3 separate regions of the Mus musculus genome follow, and all the other regions are linked to region 3. A link is a contact called in public promoter capture Hi-C data. All regions are on one chromosome and are shown on one strand. Each heading gives the region's core, a stretch centred on a gene start, on an enhancer-like site or on the middle of the called end of the contact. The rest is flanking DNA. Distances are from core to core; before and after follow the strand shown. Region 1 has its middle 39 kb from the start of Nfkb1. Region 2 overlaps Nfkb1 (nuclear factor of kappa light polypeptide gene enhancer in B cells 1, p105). Region 3 holds the start of Lamtor3 (late endosomal/lysosomal adaptor, MAPK and MTOR activator 3).

Region 1 (4,258 bases), core at 127-2,626, 2.2 Mb before region 3:
TTGAGCAGTGGCGGAGAATTTTATTGGTTAGAAATTATCGCATAAACCGCTTACCCCCGCAACGGGCATTATCCCCGATCGTCGGGAAGCTTTCTGAAAGAGGGTTGAGTAAAGTCAGGAGAGTCACCCTTTTTGCCTAAGCCAAGTTTGCCCCACTTTTCCAGCCTTCCTTGCACGTGGCTTGTTGAATGAGCATTTAAAGCAAATGTATGAGATCGCAAAATTATACAGCCTGCCAAGCTTCCTGGGATAATTACCGTTGTCAAGAAGCTTGTAGAAGTAGACATTCTTCCTTAGAACCAAAGATTCAAAAAAAAAAAAAAAAACCAGAAGCGCAATGAAGCCACGGGGGCCACGGGAGCCACGGGAGCCACGGGAAGTTTGAAACCAACTCCACACTGCTGTGTTTCTTTTCAGGGTTCAACATCCAGACATTTTCACAGAAACACTAGTTAAATAGTGAATCTCAATCCCTAAATAGACCCCTGCACACTAAAGTCAAGAAAGCAATTTCCACTTTCTCCATAGGGAGCATGCCAAACTCTGAATAAAACAATGAAGAAGAGTTTGCCCTCTTTGCCTCCGCTGGGACTCAGAAGTCAGAAGCAAACCGTGTGCCAGGAGGAGCACGTTGGGATCTTCTTACCAGACAGGACCGGCATATCAGCCCTGCTTGGCAAAGCCCCACTCTCCCTGGGTGTGTGAGCGGTTGTGCTTGCTTGGGCAGCCCAGCTCCAGGACACAGCAAAGAGGCCACAGGTCTCAGGAGCCGCCAGAATGGAGCCTGTAATCTATGGCCTTGGCTTTCTGTATTCTTAAATGTTTGCTCTGTGTTTTCCTCTCTGTAAAGCTTTGCAAATATAAACTTTCATTGTGACTCAGTTTTCTTTACAATCACATGTGTGAACTAAGGAGATTATTATGTTCTTTCATACCTCACCTTGGGCCAATGTAACACTATTCGTTAATACTGAGGCTAAGGTACTTTATATTCATAATCTCTCGTAAAAATACATCATCTCTGTAATTTGGAAAAATTCATTACAGGATTGGGAGGGTGTCTGATGATAATGTTGAAAGACACCGTGAAACGCTTTTCAATTACCTAAGAATTCTTTCTTCCTCCCTCCCTCTTTACTGTCTCCCCATCTCTCCTCTCTCTGATTTCTTCCCCTCTCTTTCTCAGTCTCTTCCATCCTTCCTTTCTTTTTCCTTCTTTTTTATCCCCCCTTTTCCTATTAAAATGATCTCAGCCTGGAATAAACATTGTTGCGAAACTGGCCAGGAGTTTTGCCAAGCTGAACACAGAACACGTCAGCTGTTTTCTGGAAAATAACTGCCTCATGTGACAGTGTCTATTATTTTAATTAGCACCGAGGCACGCCTCCAAGGCATTTCAACAGGTCAGGGTTTCTTACAGTGGCAATGGCTTTTTATTTCCTGATATGCCAATGAAGCAGATAGCTGACATCTGATTTTTTTGTCTCGGTGAGTAAAATGGTTGTTGTGATGATGCAGCCTGGACTTGAAGAAGTTGCAAACATTCCTTGTTACCCAGAGGCTATGGCACAAGCAGCCAGAGAGCGCTCCGAGCACTCACAGGAAGTGATAGCCAGGCCCTTCATTTTGGCTATCTGGGATGTTCTTTGCCATAAAGTGTTTATGACATATGCTCCTTGGGGTATCTATATTTCCAGGATATGTACATGTCTACCTATGTGTGCTAAACTCAAGAAGGGTTAATTCCAAGATCTGAAAGTCACTCTGTGAAACTATATCGTGAACACACATTCAGCAATCCACAAATGTGTAAGCCATGGTTTTAAATAGTGGTCGGTTGGGGAACAGACGCCCATTTCCTCCCACCCACTGCTCCCTAACATTGCTGTGGGGTGAGCTGGAGATGCTGATACGAGTGTTCATTTGAGAAGGAAACGGTTTATGATTGCCATGCTGCATCTCACAGAAAACAGTGTATAATTGGATTCCCGAATATAGCGAGCGAACACATGCATCATGTTTTCTATGTGGCTAAAATGACTTGCCATTTTTATTGTAGAGACTTTGCAGGGGCTGGAAGTGTGGAAAGAATTGTTTCTTAGGGTGTGGCAGTCACTGAGGTCAGTCACTCTGGGAATCTGGGTCTTAGAATGACCCTGATGAGAAGAAATTTATCCTCCCTCCCTCCCTCCCTCCCTCCCTCCCTCCCTTCCTTCCTTCCTTTCCCCCTTCTCCCCCCCTGTCTAAATGAATTACAATACCAACCAACACTTGGACATTCCAAGGAGCTATCAGTTGGGCACTAGAGCCACATTCAAGCCATATTCTGGAAACTATCCATCACCATCTGTGAGCTGGAAGGACTAACAGTATTTGCTTACATTAGTTATTTATAATGCTGCTCTCTCCTTTCTTTCATTTTTCTCATCCCTCCATCGCTTTATGCGGACAAATGGTGCAGCTTTGGTCGGTGGTCAGAATGCACGGTCAGTCTCCTTTGCTTTCCCTTAGAAAGTGTGGCTTTACTCATTCAGTGTTCAGTGGGGACACGCCCAGCTGTCAATCACCATTACTACTGCTATCACTCTTCAGCGCTTTACCTCGTTCTGTAATGGAATCTAAGGAAGGCTTCACTCACACAGTGACAGTGACAGTGACAGTTGCATTCCCACCCTTGTGGGGACACAGACGGTTCAGGTGACGGACCTGAGTCACCTCCTAAATGACACATTGTGGATTTGTATTTCAAGGTAGATTTTTATTCATCAACAGAATAAAGTAGTAAAATAAAATATAAAATAAAAATAAAAATAAAATAAATAAAAAATAAAAAAATATGATAAAAAGGAAACGGGATAAGTTAGTGAATGTTCACGACTTTAGGGTAAGGTTGTGGTTTGTTGCGATTTCTATGTTTTTATTTTTGTTTTTGTTTTTCGAGACAGGATTTCTCTGTGTAGCCCTGGTGGATGCCCTTGAATGTGAGCTTGCTTTGTAAAGGCTTTCAGAGCTCATCTAAGAAGAACTCTAGCGCCACCTCATGCCCAATTTCGAGAATTACCTGGTTAACTGTATTGAGAGATAGTTTTAAGATTGATCCAGCCATTAGGTGGCGCCGTGGACATGTACATTAAAGCCACAGCTCAGAACATCTTGTTAGATGTGGTGAAAACATTATTTCTTTCTTTCCAGGTTAAGATTTTTTTTTCTTAGTCTATGACTCATGGGAGTCTTAAATACCTTGTATTTATCTCCTGAGGTTTGAAGATTTAAGGTTTTAAATAGTTTAGAGCAGAATCTTCTTTCGCCCCACCCACATTTTTCTCAAACGATCTCAACATGAAGAAAAAATTTAAAGCATGTGTACAGATACGCAATACAAAGACTCAACACCTCGCCCGCACAAAGAAAGGAAAACAACTAGACCAGCCAGATTGACTAGTTTATAACAGGGCTTCACCATGCTTAGAAAGTGCGGTGGTAACTTCTATTTCTGTGCACCTGATCTGGTTAAAAACCTTATCACATAGGAAGGACGTTGGGCTGAGGTGAGGACTCAAGGCGGAGGGACTGACGATGGATCCAAGGGGGGGGGGGGAACCCAACAACGCTAAAATAGAAAGATTAAAAAAGGGAATCACTTACGGAAGAATGCTTGATTTATTCTATGGATGCTTTAAGTCTCGTTTGATTTTAGTCCCATCAAAGTTGGTGCCAGTCACAGTGGCAAGTGAAGTGTCCTCCATCTACTCTAACAAGCAGAAACAGATGTAATCAACTTACGTTCTCTCCCACCCAAAGAAGAATAAAATAAATCAATGTTCAAAAACACAGCGACCAAGCCTGACCTGAGTGAGGTCGATACCCAGCACACACACACACACACACACACACACACACACACACAAACACACACACACACACACACGGTGGAAGGAAGCCACTCCAGCGCATCACTCTCCAATCTCTACCTGCCTGCTGTGTCAGGCATGTACACACTTATCCAACCATCCACACAACATATATTAATGATGGATAAACACAACAGTAATTCAAACAATTGTACCCCTATGCATATCTAAACATCAAATGTAACTTGGAAATTATTATCAATATGATATGTATTATCTATCTATTAACCCTAAGGATGAAACACATCCCACCTATGATGTCTACTATAATGTCTAATATATTTTTGGTGAAGAAGTAATTATAGTGAATCCATCTAGATACTACTGATACTGGAACAGGGTGATGG
Region 2 (4,510 bases), core at 74-2,573, 2.3 Mb before region 3:
GAAGGCCTGAGAGTTTGGAATCCGAGCCTTCTGAAGCTGCGCTGACAGGCTAGTTAGTCACTGGCGCTGATGGAAAGAGGTGGGAGGTGCATTCAAGAAGCACTTACTGTTTTTCTTACGACTAACTTCATGGTTGAAGGGCGGCAAGAATGAGGAACTGGGAGGACTCTGAGGTGAGGGACCTGAAAGATCTGCCAGTGACCAATGTGCTGTTTGATCCATCTGAAAGAGTGTAGTCGGGATGGTAGCATTTGGTTTTTACACAGACCACAGAATGAAAACAGGGAGGGCCCTGGGCTTTCTGTACTTTCCAAGATGCCATCTGAGAGAAAGAAAGCCTTACTTGTGGGGACAGCTGTGCGGCACAGGCAAACCTTGACAACGATTTCTTGGAACCATCATTTATCATGCCATAGTGGCCAAGAGGTATTCAACACCAATGTAGAAACTTATTCTGGGAAGGGAATGGAAGTATTACGTCTCTTGAAGATAAAGTTTATAGAGGGCAACTGTCTACTAGGAAGGTCTTTCTGAGAGTAGAATCTGAACAGAGACTCTTAATTGTAAGCACTCAAGCACAGGTAAGAAGCCAAAGGAGCCATCCTGCATAGTCAGCTGCTCGGAATGGGAAGAGTGTGGACTTCAGAGACAGGCTAGGCTGGCTGGGGGAGAGAGGCAGTTCCAGTCTGTGTGACCTTGCTTGGTCTCTTCACCTGTTCAGTAATGTTCAAGGGGCTGTTAATGAGGAATATATACATTCAAGTACACAAACACTTCACAACAGTACTCAGCAGAGGAGAGGACAACCCTCAGGGGCTATCTCAGACTGTCAGATGCTCCCTCACTTAGAGGATGTCTAATAGGTCCATTTGAAGCAAGTGGCTGGAAGATACTTGGCCCACATCAATTCCAAGGGGAAGGTTTTTCTTTTTTCCTACATTGCAGTGTTTTGTTAGTTTTCTACAAATACATTTATTTTCTTTCTTTTGCTATGTTTTATTTTTCTACAAAATACTATGTTATTCTAGTGTCAGCTGCCCTTCTTGGGGACAATCAGACTTCCTTGGCCTTCCCTGATGAAGGAAAACTCTTCTAGAATTCTGGGTCCATGGGTCAGAGCTCCTTTTAGAATAAGAACTACAAGTCATGGGCTCAGGTATAGCCCTCTTAGTCAGCCACGTACTTTTTTTTTTTTTTTTTTTTTTTAACCTCAGATAGCCCTGACCTACTGTGGAAAAGCATTTGCTGTTTCTTCAAAGGGGTAACAAGAGATGAGTGGCCTAGAACTTCCTCAGCATCACAGTTTCAAAAGCCAGGCTGCTCTCTGGGTGAATTCGGCTAACGTACTCTGACAGAAAGCAGAAGCAGCATAAATGTAAGACATCATACCTAAAATCATTCTTTTCTGCTGATTTTTCTTTCGAACATCCTCAGGGTTCTAACAGGGCCTGGCTCTGCTTGTGAACCCAACCTTGCTCTTTACCACAGCAGGTCATGGTTAGGTTAAGATCTCTCAAAGCCAGGCTCAAATCCCCCAGCTGTCGTGGAGTGACGTGTGTCAGCTTCTCCACCTTCAAAAATCAAATTAATGACGAAGTATCACCGGACTGTTTTAAGATTAAAGGAGTTAAGACAACACTTGGTTCCTGATGATATCAACAATCTCAGAAAATTGTTTCTTATCTAGCCCATTATTTCACTGAGTACTAAAGTTTACCAGTTTAGTTTGTTACGCCCCTTTCTAAGAGCCCCACACTGTAGAAGGTCAGAGAGTGGGGGCTACACCTCGTTCAGAACAAGCCCAATTTCTTTCTCTCACGGAATTAAACAGTGGGACTGACGCTAACTGGATAACTTCAACAATACAGGTAAAACCTAACTGGAGAACTCATCAAACAGAATGTCTAATAACAGTGTCTGGCACGGTTGGGAAGTGAGAGAAAGCTTCCGTGTGTTTAACTCATGCGGACTGAGATTTGAAGGCAGAGTTGAGCTGAGTAAGCAAGGAGCAAGTGGAGGATGAGGCAGCTTGGCAGGCGTTCTCTGCGGGCGGGTAGAGCGCATGCTCGAAAGGCATTCTCAGCAGGTCGAGCGCAGTCATGCTCGCAGGGTGCTCAGTGCTCTCGAGCCCTCATCCTGCTCATTAACAGCGCACAGGAGGAGTTCCTTCAAGCAGCTGCACCAATAGCCCGTGTCTCTTGTGTTTCCCACCTTCCTCACAATGTCAGCCCATCATGGCTCCACGACTGTGCCCTTTTCGAGAATGACTGGAGGACATAGGGTAGGAAAGTGATATGTGACTGGCTAGTAAGCGTTAAATAACGCCTTACTTCGCATGCTTGTTCATTTCCCAGAGCACGTGCTCATCTAAGTCTATGTGCATATTCTGTCTCTACAGCCGAGGAGGGAGAAATCCCCACAATAGCCATGTGGGGTCAGTAGTGGCACCCCATATCACCGGGGAAAGAACCAGCCCTTTGCAAGCTCAAGTAACATGCACCACCTGGTTCCAATGGTTTGGGGTAAGGTGGTGGTGCCCTGAACTCGGGGTCTGCCACTGCCTCCCCAAAGTCTATTCACATTTCCACGGCACCATGTCAACACTCGGCTCGGTTATTTTTCTCTCTCTAACTGGCTTTAATGCGCCATGGCTGTAATCACCGATCTGAGCACAGGTACAGCTACAGAGACTCCTGCTTGTTTGTTGGCACTGGTGAGGCATATTGTGAGAAAGGCCTCATGCTAGGTGTGAAAAGGAGGAGCAAGAGTCCCCTTGTCATCCTGAAAGTCTTTTCCATTTAAAGAAAAAAAAAAGGCTACTTGCTTACTCTTCTTGAGTCAAGTCAAATTATAAAGAAGGAGGGAGGGAGGGAGGGAGGGAGGGAGAGAGACGAAATAGTATATTGGTTTAATAATGTATGTCCTCTCAAGGATGACAGGGAGTCAGTTTACTGTTCTTTATTATTTATTTGTGCAACCAGGAAGCACAGATCAAGCCTGCTAAACGGGATTATAGCTAATGGCATAGGAAGGACTCATGACACTGGTCTCGTCTTGCTAAGACAGGGATGCTGAGTTGATCTAATCCAGGATCAAACCCCAGCCCTGCCATCTTACACGAACCAATGACCTCTGATCCTCGTGCTTCATGGCTAATTTGCTGGCAGCTCACTGGGACTCCTGCATGCTGTCTGGCACTACGGAGCCTTTTGTCCTTCCCTCTTATCTATGGAGAACATCTGGGCTTTCTGATGACCCTGAGATAGGCAGGGTTGGCACTAGTAGTACCCTAACTTGCAGATAAGAAGGCAAGTTTAGACAGCCTGAGCAAGTGATGTAAGCTTTGGAGAGACAGCCAAGATGCAGAACACTGTGGAGTTCACTCTTAGCCCTCTGAATATTGGTGTGGGAATGCAAAGCAGGGACAGGATACATGAAAACCTCTTTGATTCACCACTATTGCTGGCACACTTGGACCTTCACCAGGGTTCATGGATTTGCACTGTTCCTGACACTCCCTACTAGTGTGATCAACATCTCAAGAGTCAGGCTGCAACTACAATGGCAAACCACCACTCAGATAGGAGGGTTTCATATAGAGCAGGCAAGTAAAACCTCTATCTGCCTACACCCCTGCCCTGAAAGAGGGTAACACCTCTAACTGCCCACACCTCTGCTCTGAAAGAAGGTAATACCTCTACCTGCAGACATCCTGCTCTGAAAGAGGGTAACACCTCACTCTTGCCTTGCTCTCTTGCCTCTCCCTCTTGCTCCCCTTCTCTCCCCATTCCCTTCTCCTCTCTCTCCACATGGTCATGGCCAGCAACTACTTCTCTACTCTCTCCCTCTCTCTGCCTTTCTCTGACTCCACTACCCTCTTAACTCCCCTCCCCAGGCCCTGAATAAACTCTAGTCTATACACACACACACACACACACACACACACACACACACACACAAAGAGAAGAGAGAAGAGAAAAGAGAAGAGAAGAGAAGAGAAGAGAAGAGAAGAGAAGAGAAGAGAAGAGAAGAGAGAAACACCTCTACCTGCATGTACCCCTGTTCTGAAAGTTTCACCTCATCAGCCTTGATGCAGGGCTTCCTTGTTTTCTTTTTGGTTTCCTTTTAATTTTCAAACTTATCACATGCATCATAAATATCTAGAGGTCAAGCGCCCCTCAGTACCTCAGGTACAATTGGGTCTCAATGCTTTGGTGACATGTGACAAATCCTCACCTTTGTGTGGGGGCTTAATACTCCATGATTCCATAAGAGCATAGGAATGTGGCTTGTCATTTATAGGATGGTGTTAGAAATATTCCCTCTGCCAGCCCTTTGCCAGGCAGGTACACGTCTAGGTAGAAGGTGAAGTGTGAAGGGGTGCTCCCTGGGCTGGGTCCTCTTTATTACCTTTCTCTTTTCACTGTTCTATTTGCCTTTTCAGTTCTTCTTTTGAAAAAAATTAGAAAATAAATAAAATCAAGCCAGATCTTCAAACGAAGCCCCAAAT
Region 3 (4,417 bases), core at 516-3,015:
CCCACCATGCCCAGCATAGGATCCTCTTGATATGCTCATTCTTTTATTCATTCACTCATCCATTCATTCAATAAATGTATGAATCCCTGCTGTGTCACAGGTAATGAGCTAGGAGCTGGGAATTATTCATGGATTAAGACAATGCTCTAAGTGTAAATTTAATGAAGAAAACATTATTGTCCAGGAAATGAATGTTTTAATTTTGGTAAATGTAAGAAGATCACAAATTACCCATTTATCTATTAACGCCTATCTATCTTTAACATTTATCTATTAATATTTATTTATTAACATTTATCTATATATTAACATTTATCTCGAGTACCTCTACTATTCTGGAAAGGTCAAGGAAGATTTCACTGAGAAACTAAACTTAAACTAAAACCCAAAGGATGAACAAAAGGGGGGCTGAGACACTAAAGAACAACTTCATGCACAGTGGGCCAACCAATGCTATCACAAACACGCTGGCTCACACAGCTGAGCGGGCCTGCCGGAGATCAAGCCAGCCAACATTCTAGCATGCAGTGGGGATGGTTGGTGAGCCTACCTACACTGAAGTGCTATGGGCAATTGATGGCTTCTGAGAGAGGTGTCAGTGTTCTTTAAGGGTGATCTCTGGTAGGTTGGCCATGCTCCATTGGCTAGTCCCACAGGCCCCGGAGATGATCAGCCCAAACTGGACTTGATAGGTTATGGGGGCGGGGGGGGAGGACACAGTTTGAAGGGTACAGACATGGGGGTGAACCTAAGGGGAGTTAGAGCAGAAGAGTCAGGGGTAAATATGATCAAAATGCATTGTATGAAATTCTCAAAGAATAAAAGTATTAAAACTTTGTGGAAATGAAAAGAAACTTGAGTGGCGATTTAGTAAAAGAATTCCAAAGTAGGTGCTCCTAGAGAGCTTACCGTTTTCTTTAACGGTACACGACTGTTAACATCTGCAGCAAAAGCCATCAGCTTCCATTCCCCCTCCCCGCCCTCCCCCCACTCCCCCCAGCTCAGGCAGCCACTGGGGAGTATTTAGATCCCAGGTGATTTTCGTTTGTCCTCAGGGTTTCTACCAGAGTCTCCTAAGCGGATTACATGGCTGCCCTCTACCACAAAAGAGTTATCAACGCGTCAGTAATGAGAAACACCGGGCCAAAGCAAATGGAGAAGCCTCCCTTTTGCTAAGCTTTCTTGCCTTGCCCTTACAGTGGGCTTTCTTGAATGTACAAACACCAACAAAAAATATAGGCAGTTTTTATTTTATTTTAAGAAGATACAACAAATGCAGGCCCAAGAGCCAAAGCAGGCAGCCCAGTGCATGCGTGTTCAAAACGGACTTAGCAAACGAGCCCATAGGCCCATGGCTCCTGCACTTCTAGGTAAAAACCCAAGAGAACATGTGGTAGCAGCACCGTTAGGAAACTGGCTTGTAAATTAGGTTATCCAAGGACCTGGGACTTCTAATAAGTAGGCTGCTCAGTTTGTTCTCCTCAAACGTCTTCATTCATAAAGATTTACATAATGGGTCTGGGAAAGGTGTACACATACTCCGCACAGGATCATCTTCCGTTGTAGGTGAGTTGGATGGAAATTAAGGTGCAAGGACCGCAGATGCCAACCCAGCTGCTCGTGGCGCAGCGCGCAGGCGCAGGAAAAAAAAAAAAAGCCTCCAGGGGGCGGGGCGGCCGCGCGCGCAATTTCCGCCCGGGTCTCCCCGGAAGTTCCGAGTCCCGGTACTGGAGGGTGCAGCAAGTGCTTCCTGGATCCCGCGGAGGTCACGAGTAATGTGACAGCGACTTGACAGGCGGCTTCAGAGAGGCGACTGAACTGCGGGAACACCGGGGCAGGTCTTCCCAGGCTGGAGCGCGCGTGCGTCTGCAGAGGTCGCCGCTCCTCTCAGCTCGGGGACAGAGTGGGTGGGGAGAGGTGGGCTGGCCACCGGGCAGGGTCCCCGGGAACCTCCCCACTCCCTTGACGGAGATCCAGGGCTCTCGCTTGGCCCTGGAGAGGGTGGATCTCGTGATGCTGTCTGGGTCTGGAGAGGGTGACTAAGCCTCGGGTGCGGGGGAAGTCACGGAAGTTTTCCTTCCAGGAGTGGAGATCGATTCTGCGAGGAAAAGGGGTTCATCATGGCGGATGTAAGTTGACACCCCTTCCCAAGAAAAAGGGGAGGTGGGAGGTTTGCATACGGCTTCTGAGAGGAGAAAGGTAGAAATGTGTTTCAGCCTCGCCTCTCTTCCTGGATTTGTAGTAAGGACTTGCAGGGGCCTGAGCTTCTGTCAGGACCGGTTGTGATGGGCCACTAAGGTGCTTTAGCCTCAGAGAACTATATATTCTTCCACCTCCTAATCCTATTGGAGCATACAAGAACTCTGTGTGGGTGGCACTGGAAATTCTGAAGGATGACTGGCCGCCCTTCCAGTCAGTACCTGTTCATAGGACAGTGCTCTGAATCCTCTCCCAGTAAATAATGCTCTTGGTGTCTCAGTAGGCAGTGTTGGGAGTCTAAAAGGATGGCTAACGCGTGCCCCCTTAACAAGCTATGTTCCGTTTCTATGTGTCTGTTTAAGACGAGAGCAAAAGTAAGTTTGTGGTGGTAACGTGGGAAAGGACACTCATTCAGTTTGGGAGATAGAGGTTCAAAACAGCACACATTTAGAGTGGAGGTCATAATTGTCAGTATCTTTGCCAAGAAGCTGAATGTTAGAATAGTTTATCGGAATTAGGATCATTTAAAAAAAAAAATTCATGGGCAATCTGGATGCCCGGACATGGGAAGAGATTTATAGAGGATTCTCAAGTGAATACGGTAGCATCCGGATGTAAAATATTAGGAAGCACGTGACCTCATTTTACAGCAAATCTGTATTTGTGTGTCCCAATTCCAAGTACACTGACATAGCCCTTACTAACCTTTGACAGCGTTCTTAGGTTGTAGGGTCTGTGATTATCCCTGTAGACATGTAACGAAGCATATAATGAAACTGAGGCCTAGAAAAAGGTTAACTAACTTCTCCCAAGTTATACACGTCAGAGATGAAATGCCAGTGACAAGTGGTGAGTTCATGTCCTTTAGGGATAGGGACAGGGCTAGAACAGCACAAGGTAATAATGGTCTTTTAAAAATTATTCTCTTTCAGGATCTAAAGCGATTCCTGTACAAAAAGTTGCCAAGGTAAGAAATTATTGATTTGTTGCTGAATAAATTCTGTGCAACGTGTTAATCTTACAAAGTATTTTGTTTCTCCTTTTAAAATTAGTATTTTTATAAATTTCATGGTAATTATTTACCACATTTAAATATAAAACTAACCCCAGGTATCCTAAGAGATGGCTTGAGTTTCCAGATAGCTCGAAGCCGAGCTGTTGGATGACTTCTGTGTGGTTCTACGGGGAGAGATGCTGGGGACTAGAACTTAGATTTCCTGCCACTTTCAATTTTTTTTTTTTTTAAAAACACACTACCGTAGTTGTTTATTAGCTTATCTTTTAAAGTTCTTAAGTAAATTTAAGAAAAGAAGGTTAAAACTTGCCATTATTTTTAATGTTACTATTGGGACCTAATTGCTAGGTCAACGTAATCCAAAATTACTAGGCTAAGACAATAGTTGAAAAACAAATTCACTTCCACACTGCACTTTGTGTGCCATTCTTACAAAGAGTTAACAGGTGTTAAGGTTAGCAGATTTCTTATAACATATTTTACTGATCCAGAGGACTCCACTTGAACTCATTGGAACTCACTTTTAGTTTAATTGAAAAGAAGATGTCTTTGTTGACAAGCATTTCTTTTGTCTACATTCACATCTTTCTACAAATGACTCAGATTTTGTAATCATTAGGGATAAGACAGGAGTGAGGGGAAAATGTCTTGTGTTTTCACATCTCAGAGCAAAACAATCAGATTGGACTGAATAACCTTTGAGGTCATCTAGCAGAATATTTTCTGAAATCCTTTTTCTTATCTTCCCAGTCTAAAATTGTAAGTGGTTATGTGTGGTTATCAGTTTATCTCTGTAGGCTGAAAAAAATGAACTAACGTTCCTTTAGACTTACTTGAATTGCTGGATGTATGGCTTATGTTTTTACTCTGATTATAGATTAGTGGAAATGAATAACTGTGTTCTGGTTGTGATTTATACGGTGTATATCGAAAACACCGTGGGTATTTTAAGTGAGATAATGATTATTATCAACTTTATGTTAATGAAATAATTAATTAATTTTAGTTAAATTAATTAAAATTAATTTTAATTCTCTTCCTCTTAATAAAAAGGCAAGTTATAGAGATCAACTGCTGGGTCTTCTTTCACACACGTGGCCAACACGACAGGCAGTGACAGCTTTGCATGCTAACTGTTGAGTGACAGTGGAGACAGAGGTACAGGCTGGAACCATGCAGGAGAATGTTAGTAACTCGTGTGGG

Evidence for each region. Promoter capture Hi-C pulls out the DNA fragments that hold promoters and counts their contacts.
Region 1: a contact with region 3 is called in a promoter capture Hi-C map of liver, with 4 times the contacts expected there. The contact joins the enhancer-like site here to the promoter of Lamtor3 in region 3. A contact is called at or near these places in 5 of 39 promoter capture datasets (the C10 cell line, cranial neural crest, hippocampal neurons and 2 more), 1 of 115 datasets of contacts at active chromatin or transcription factors (astrocytes) and 2 of 9 other capture datasets (adipose tissue and liver).
Region 2: a promoter capture Hi-C map of hippocampal neurons shows a contact between it and region 3, with 2.7 times the contacts expected there. The contact joins the enhancer-like site here to the promoter of Lamtor3 in region 3. A contact is called at or near these places in 8 of 39 promoter capture datasets (the 3T3-L1 cell line, the C10 cell line, cranial neural crest and 3 more) and 2 of 9 other capture datasets (adipose tissue and liver).

Annotation. Positions count from the first base shown.
Region 1 is chr3:135,728,430-135,732,687 of GRCm38.p6, forward strand. No RefSeq gene overlaps it. Among named protein-coding and RNA genes, the nearest start is that of Nfkb1, 39 kb to the left of the region's middle. Within about 2 kb of position 1,377, at least 38 of the 459 cell types and tissues checked have an H3K27ac peak or open chromatin away from gene starts, as enhancers often do. A contact at or near this core is called in adipose tissue, hippocampal neurons and liver, where this site is marked.
Region 2 is chr3:135,628,833-135,633,342 of GRCm38.p6, forward strand. All of the region lies in intron 6 of Nfkb1 (nuclear factor of kappa light polypeptide gene enhancer in B cells 1, p105), which reads right to left. Among named protein-coding and RNA genes, the nearest start is that of Gm46827, 23 kb to the left of the region's middle. Within about 2 kb of position 1,324, at least 78 of the 459 cell types and tissues checked have an H3K27ac peak or open chromatin away from gene starts, as enhancers often do. A contact at or near this core is called in hippocampal neurons, where this site is marked.
Region 3 is chr3:137,916,790-137,921,206 of GRCm38.p6, forward strand. Lamtor3 (late endosomal/lysosomal adaptor, MAPK and MTOR activator 3) reads left to right here and starts at 1,766. Exons shown (of 7, transcript NM_019920.2): 1 at 1,766-1,874; 2 at 2,084-2,129; 3 at 3,132-3,166. The coding sequence starts at 2,121.